Regions from separate parts of the Macaca mulatta genome. Here region 2 is linked to region 1. Evidence: chromatin contacts called from public Hi-C data. All regions are on one chromosome and are shown on one strand. Each heading gives the region's core, a stretch centred on a gene start, on an enhancer-like site or on the middle of the called end of the contact. The rest is flanking DNA. Distances are from core to core; before and after follow the strand shown.

Evidence for each region. Hi-C and Micro-C count contacts between places; a contact is called where the count stands out from the background.
Region 2: a Hi-C map of liver shows a contact between it and region 1, with 2.7 times the contacts expected there. The contact joins the promoter of CNNM4 here to the promoter of FER1L5 in region 1. A contact is called at or near these places in 4 of 14 Hi-C or Micro-C datasets (CD4 T cells, blood, fetal cortex germinal zone and 1 more).

What each region holds. Positions count from the first base shown.
Region 1 is chr13:5,294,910-5,298,802 of T2T-MMU8v2.0, reverse strand. It overlaps FER1L5 (fer-1 like family member 5), which reads right to left and starts at 1,979. Exons shown (of 52, transcript XM_028832154.2): 1 at 1,795-1,979. The coding sequence starts at 1,879.
Region 2 is chr13:5,417,349-5,421,192 of T2T-MMU8v2.0, reverse strand. It overlaps CNNM4 (cyclin and CBS domain divalent metal cation transport mediator 4), which reads right to left and starts at 2,376. Exons shown (of 7, transcript NM_001356559.2): 1 at 868-2,376. The coding sequence starts at 2,269.

The DNA of each region.
Region 1 (3,893 bases), core at 730-3,229:
ACAATCAGAAGAATCTGTGGGTGAACCCAGGGTTCTGAGTTTTAGGCATCTTTGTGAGAGATATTTCTGGAATGAGAAAGATGGTGCCCATGAGTTGGTGGGGAAGATGGCTCAGAATCAGAGAAGAACTGGCAACCCCTCGCCTGGCTAACTGGAGAATTAGTCAAGCAGGGCAAATTCATCCTGAACTCGCACCGCCCCTCTTGAAACCTGCAGACTGAGGACATCAGCATGTATGACCCTGTGAGCCCAGAGTCCCAAATGTTCAATCTCTGAATATTGCTGTGTTCAACAAGCCTAGTTTCACAGAACAACAGCATAACATAAAATAAAGAAATTTCATTCTTCACTCACATCTCCTGTAGGAACTACTGTGTCCTCTTTTCTCTTGGTCTGGGTTTTCTCCCTACCAACTGTCCCTGTAAAACCTATTTGCCTGTATCCACCGTCCTGTATCTCCACCTACATACTTTCACCCTTTTTTCGTTTTTCTTTCTTTCTTTCGAGATGGCACTTCTTGATCTGTTGGCCAGGCTGGAGTGCAGTGGTGTGATCTTGGCTCACTGCAACCTCCGCCTCCCAGGTTCAAGCGATTCTTCCGCCTCAGTCTCTCAAGTAGCTGGGATTACAGGCACCTGCCACCACGCCCAGCTAGTTTTTATATTTTAATAGAGACGGGGTTTCACTGTGTTGACCAGGCTTGTCTCGAACTCCTGACCTCCAGTGATCTGCCCACCTCAGCCTCCCAAAGTGCTGGGATTACAACCGTGAGCCACCATGCCCCATCCTTTCACCCTTTATTCTTTTCTTTCCTTTTAGCTGCCAGATCTTTGATATCTAAATATACCTAACATCTCTCTCATTTTCTCTCACAAATTCTTTCATCCTTTTCTTTCCCTTCCTTCTTGGGGTTCTATTCTCTTAACTAAAAAAAAAAAAAAAAAAAAAAAAAAAATGGAGATAGTAAAACTTGCTTCATCTACAAAAAAAAAATGGAGATGATAAAATTTGCTTCATCTACCTCTGGAATTGCTGTGAGCAGCAGACATCATTGTACATATGAAAAGGCTTTGTCAGCTGGGTGCCATGGCTCACACCTGTAATCTCAGCACTTTGGGAGGCCCAGGTGGGTGGATCCCTGAGGTCAGGAGTTCGAGACCAGCCTGACCAATATGGTGAAACCCCGTGTCCACCAAAATGACAATAATTAGCCGGGTGTGGTGGCATGCGCTTGTAGTCCCAGCTACTTCGGAGGCTGAGGCAGGGGAATTGCTTGAACCTGGGAGGCAGAGGTTGCAGTGAGCCAAGATCACACCACTGCACTCTAGCCTGGGTAACAGAGTGACAGTCTGTCTCAAAAAAAAAACAAAAAAAAAAAACGCTTTGTCAGTTGTAAAGCTCATGCAAACGGAACTAATATGATCAAGCAGTTATTACTAGAAGTTATACTAAGGGCTATACACATATTATCTTTTTAAACCCCCATATCAATCTGAGGAAGCAGGGACTTTCTCTTTAAGCCTTAGTTTACGGCGCAGCTCTAGGTCATGGAAGAAGGTCCAGAAGCACTCGTCCTCTCTTTTTTCCATATCCATTCCCTAGCAAAAGTAGGAGGCAGAGAAGTCATAATCAAACGACAGCAATAAGTTTTGAGAGAGCTGGGCAATGTCTACTTCACTTTGTGTTATACAGGGCATCTTTTACGTAGTACGGTGCCCTACACCTCTTTTTTCACTGAATGCATGTTGCCTCTGGGGGCTTCTCTCTCCCATGTGGACTCAAGGAGGCTCTCACCTCTGAAGTCGATGGACATGCAGGGCCTGGGTAGTGGAGCTAGCGGTGGGTCAATCTTGGCCGACTGCACAACAAGCCGCAGCATCTCGGAGACCTACTCTCTTCCCTCGTTCCCTCCGCAGTGCCACAGCTTCCTTTTTGGAGCTCCTCAGTCCGAGGCTCTTCCCAGGGATCCTGGGGTGAGTGGAGCCCCACTTCCTGTCTGTTGCTTGGCAACAGAGAGGATGTCACAAAGGTGGGCGGTTCTCGGTTCTGGTGAGGAATTAATGGGAAAGAGGGGGGAAGAGGAACAGTATGGGTGTCACCCAGTATAGGTGACTGGGCCTGTAGAAACAAAATCATCTGGCTGCTTTCACCTCCTCTTTTCTCTTTTCTCCTATTCTGCTTTTTTTTTTTTTTTTTTTTTTTTTGAGATGGAGTCTTGCTCTTGTTGCCCAGGCTGGAGTGCAATGGTGCGATTTCAGCTCACCACAACCTCTGCCTCCCGAGTTCAAGCGATTCTCCTGCCTCAGCCTCCCGAGTGGCTGGGACTACACGCATGCGCCACCACACCCAGCTAATTTTGTAATTTTAGTAGAGATGGGGTTTCTCTATGTTGGTCAGGTTGGTCTGGAATTCTCGAACTCAGGTGATCTGCCCGCCCCGGCCTCCCATACTGCTGGGATTACAGGCGTGAGCCACCAAGTCTGGCCCTTTTTTTTTTTTTTTCCCACCCCACACCTGCCCTCCTTGCTGTCCTTTTGATTTCAAGGTCAGACGTAAGGTTGATGTTTTCTCCTTGTACAAGCAAGTTGTCTGGAGTGAATCATTGCCAAAGTCACACAATTTAGATGAGAAAATAAGAAAACAGTGAAGCGACCTGAGAAAAGGGATAGGAAAATCAAGGACTATTTCTGTGAGGTCTCAGCGAAAGTTCTTCTTAACGTGGAAGCCTCCTTTTTACTAAGAAAAACCTAAGTTTACATATGAGACCCTCTTTGACAAAAGGAAATTAGCTTTTGAATGAATGAGCTCCTATGGAAGGTCGAGGAAGCCCATGCAGTTTTGAAGTGGCTGTCTTTATGGCTGTCAGAGCCTCTGAGCATTAAGGTGGAGCTGGGGCATTTACTGTTATTCTCCACAGCAAGGTTTTTTAGGTTTTAGGGTTGAACGTTGTATAAATTACATCTTATTTAATAGTTAGAAGGAAAACTAATGAATATCTAAAAGCTGGGAGCAGTGGCTCATGCCTGTAATCCCAGCACTTTAGGAGGCCGAGGTGGGTGGATCACGAGGTCAGGAGATGGAGACCATCCTGGCTAACACAGTGAAACCCTGTCTCTCCTAAAAATACAAAAAAATTATCCGGGCGTGGTGGCACACGCCTGTAGTCTCAGCTACTCGGGAGGCTGAGGCAGGAGAATCGCTTGAACCCTGGAGGCGGAGGTTGCAGTGAGCCGAGATCACGCCACTGCACTCCAGCCTGGCCGACAGAGAGAGACCCCGTCTCAACAACAACAACAACAAAACAAAACAAAACAAAAAATCAAACTCATTAATAAGCCAAGAAACGGGATAAGATACCATTTATCACCTCTTAAATTGGCAAAGAATGAATCTCGGCTCGGCGATCTCGGCTCACCGATCTCTGCCTCCCGGGTTTAAGTGATTCTCCTACCTCAGCCTCCCGAGTAGCTGGGATTACAGGCATGGGCCACCACACGTGGCTAATTTTTGCATTTTTAGTAGAGACAGGGTTTCGCCATTTTGGCCAGGCTGGTCTTGAACTCCTGAACTTGTGATCCATCCGCCTCAGCCTCCCAAAGTGCTGGGATTACAGGTGTGAGCCACCACACCTGGCCATTTTTAAAAATTTAATTAATTAATTTTTTTAAAAAAATAGAAACGAAGTCTGACTGTTCTGTGCAGGCTGGTCTTGAACTCTTGGTCTCAAGCGATCCTCCCACCTGGGCCTCCCAACGTGCTGGGATGATAGGCATGAGCCACAGCTCCCGGGTGAGATTTATCATCTTGAACCATGACTCTTGCTCTCTCAGTCAGTCAACCAAATAACCAATTATTGATCAGTCATCATTTGAACAATTACCTATGTCCTGGGC
Region 2 (3,844 bases), core at 1,127-3,626, 120 kb before region 1:
TGCGAAATGGCCAAGAACCCAGGTGAGAAAAAAACACGAGGCAGTGCAAGGCAGCTGAAGGTTTCCGGCAGACCACTGGAGGGAAGCTGATGCTGGCGCCAGGGAAAGACGGGACAATTACCAAAACTTAATCTGCTTGCGTCTGCTGAATAGTCGAAAGCGCCACTTGGCATTGTTCTGAGCGGCAAGCCAATGAGAGACCTCCCAGTTCTGCTTCTGTGGGTTGGCACCTCCAGTAACATCACTCCCCTGCTCAAAAACCTGCAGCTCCACGCTGGGAGCAAACTTAGCATCCACCACCAGGCCCCAAACGACTCCAGCCATTGACAACTGAGCATCAGAGCCACTACGCCCAAGAAACAGGACCACCCGCTGGGCCACCAGCACACCTTTGCTTCACCACTCGGGTTCTCTGCTTGCGGGGTTCCCTCTGCCTCAAGCAGCAAGCCTCTCCACCTTTTAAGGTTCTCCTCAAAAGCACCTTCCCCTGTGAATTCCCCAATTTCCCAGCCCCTTCTCGACTCCACCCCATACTCTAAATCTCCATCACCCTGGCCTCTTTTCAGGCATCTTACTCTGTCTTGCTTCAACAGCTCCCTGAGGCCTTGCTCCAGCCCTCCAAGGGAGCGAGTGTGTCTTATTCAGCTTTGATTCATCAGGAGCACACAGCATACTACCTGGCAGACGGCAGACACTTGAGAATGGGTCTCCTGCTCCAAAATCGTTCACCTCAGAGGCATAGGAAGTGATGGGCAAAGGGACACAGAGTCACACAAACAGAACACTAAAGCCAGTAGACACAAAACACGCCAGGGGACAAGAGGCGTCTCGAGGAAATTGAACCAGGGGAACTACATGCGGCCTTACCCTTCTTGAACTCCTCCAGCATGGCATCCAACTTGGTGTCATGGAAGACAAAGTGCACTGGGTGGTTGTAGAAGCGAGTGATAGTCTTGAGCGGGGTGCAGTCATCAGGGTCCACAAAGGCCAAGTCTTTGACGTAGAGAATATCTACGATATTGGACTGCTCATCTTCAAACACCGGGATGCGGGTATAGCCGCTTTCCATAATCTCTGACATGGTGTTGAAGTCCAGGATGGCATCGCTGCGGATCATGAAGCAGTCCTGGAGCTGGGTCATGATATCCTCTACGGTTTTGGTGCGGAGTTCCAGGGCACCCTGGATCATATTGAGCTCCTCTTTCACGAGGTCATTATACGGCTCCGTCACCTTCAACATCTCCATCAGCTTCTCCCGGTTGTAAACAGTGCGAATCTCCTGGCCCAGAAAAAAGTCCAGGAGCTTGCTGATGGGAAAACTGAGGGGGAAGGTGAGCAGCATAAAGAATTTGGTGAGAATGATGGTGTTGGCACCCACAGCCAGCCCGTGTCGGGAGCACAGGGCCTGAGGTAGGATCTCCCCAAAGATGACAATGCCAATGGTGGAGGAGGCCACCGCCATGAGGCCGGACCCGATGAGGTTGTCTAGAAGGATGGTGAGGGAGGTGTTGACCAGCACGTTCCCCAGGAGCAACGAACAGAGAAGGTAGTTGCCCTTGCGCCGGATGGGCTCAATCTTGCGGGCATAGCGCCTCTCCTTCTCGGTGCCACAGTTCTGCACGATGCGCAGCTCCATGGGGTCCAGGGCCATAAGCCCGAGGTTGAGGCCAGAAAATATGCCCGACAGCACCAGCAGCACCGTAATGAGGAGGATGTGCAGCCAGAGAGGCAGGAACCTCCCAGGCTCCTCCACCATGAAGAGCAGTGAGTCCTTGTCCGTCCACTTCAGCCAGGGCCCGTCGGGCTGGGCCCGGGTGCACAGTGCATACAGCTTCATGTTCTCGCTCCTCCGGAGGAACTTGGTGAGCACCACCAGCACGCCGGACGTGTTCCCGCGGCTCACGTTGACCAGCTGCTGGACAACCAGGTCCTTGGTGAGCTCGAGACAGCTGGTGGACTTGTGGAGGGTCTCGGCATCGTCCACCTCGGTGAAGGAGATCAGGTTACCGGAGATGTTGCCCAGGCTGTAGCCGTACAGCCTCAGGTTCACGGTGCTGCCCTCGGACACGAAGATGATGCCATCCGGGTTCGTCCCACACGACTTGTTGCAGCTCGCCAGCCTCATGCCCACGATCGCGCCCTGCTGGGGGCTGCCCTGGCCCCGGGCCCCCCGCGCCCACAGCAGCACCAGCAGCACCGGCGCCGCCAGGAGGAGGCGCCCGCGGGCCGGCCCGTCGCCCGGGCGCCCGCCCCCGCCCACCGGCGCCATGTTGCTCTGGCTCTGCCGCCGCCGCCGCTCCCCGCGCCACGCCGCGCGGCCCCGCTTCGCACCGCCGCTCCGGCCGCTCCGGCCGCTCCGCTGCCGCCGAGCCAACTGCCCGGGCCGCGAGCCTGACGTCAGGTCAGCGCCCCGGCCGCCACGCCCCGCCTGCCCACGCCCCTCATTTGCATTGGAGGCTCCGCCCCCGGGGCTCGCTGCTCCAGCCCCTGCCCTTAAGGGGGTCCAGACGCTTAAGGTGGAACAGCTCCGAAGCGCGAGAGCCGCGGGCGGGGACAGGCCCAGTGCTCCGCCTCCGCGCCCTTCCCCGCCTTTCTCTGCCCGTGGGGTCGGCTCTCCTTCTCCGGGACCTGGTCTCCTCGCCACGCCGTTCCTGTTCCTCGGCCTCGCCCGGCCGCTCGTGCGAGGCTCCTTTTCCGTCCCGGCAGCCTGCAGCTGGGGGTGGCCCGCTCTGCAGGCAGGGCGAGAAAAGTGCTTTTCCTGATGTAGAAAAAGAAAAAGGGAACCTGAGGGCTTAGGCTGGCATTGCAGCCTGCCCCTGGGGACTTTTCTGGCCTCCTCGCTGCTGAGATTTTTGCTGACCTTGTCCCAAGGCCAGAAGTAGTTTCCCCCAGCCCCAGCCGTAGCCCCAGCCCGACGATGCTTCCATCAACCAGTGGCTGCCAGATGTGGAAGGCAAATCTGGGGAACTAAGGTTATAGAAGGGCCAGGCTCTGGCCTAGACTTGTCTCCTGTCGCTTCCATTTAGGCTTGGATATTTATTGAACATCTACTTCGTACCGGCACTTGTTCTAGGCTCTGACAATAGAGCAGTGAACAAACCGAAGTAGCTGCCCATTGGGTTTACAGTCTAGAACAGAAAACAGGAGATAAACAAGTAAACACATATATTCATTAAATTCCCCCCACAACCCTCAGAGTTAGTAGAATTATTTCCATTTAGAGATGTAGAAATTGAGCCGAGACACAAATCCTGGTCCCTCCAGATTGTCATCTCCCAGCCCATTTCCCCATCTGTAAATGCGGGTAAGAATGATAGAGCATTACTTCGCTAAGCTTGCGGGAACCGTGGACCTAGACATTGAACACGACAGGACAGCTCTTTAGAATATTCTTTGGCTAGGTAGTAGTTGTGGCTACCTGCCTTCCAGGACCAAACTCCTAACCCCAAATTGTGGTGATTGATCAGCTGGGCAGCTGCCTGTGGACATGAGCAGGCAGGCGCGGCAGTGGGCCTATCCCTGAAGTGACTGCTTCTTGAATGGCCCCACCCCTGTGTCAGTAGGGTGTATGAGGAAGACCGCAGCTGCCCACCCTGTGAGGGGGAAGGAGACAGACAGATAACATCCTTACAATAATTGCAGAGGTGCACAGAGAAGATCAGGTACTGGGTTGACCACCAGGTCTCACAGCAAATCTTTTCCCAGTACTGAAGACACAGAACCCACTTTACTCTCTTCCCGCACTGACACTTGTGTTTATTTTCATTTTGGTATAATGTTTGCTAATAAAAGCAACAATCACTACCAAACGGAAGGAGCCTAAACAGAAAGGAACAATCATACA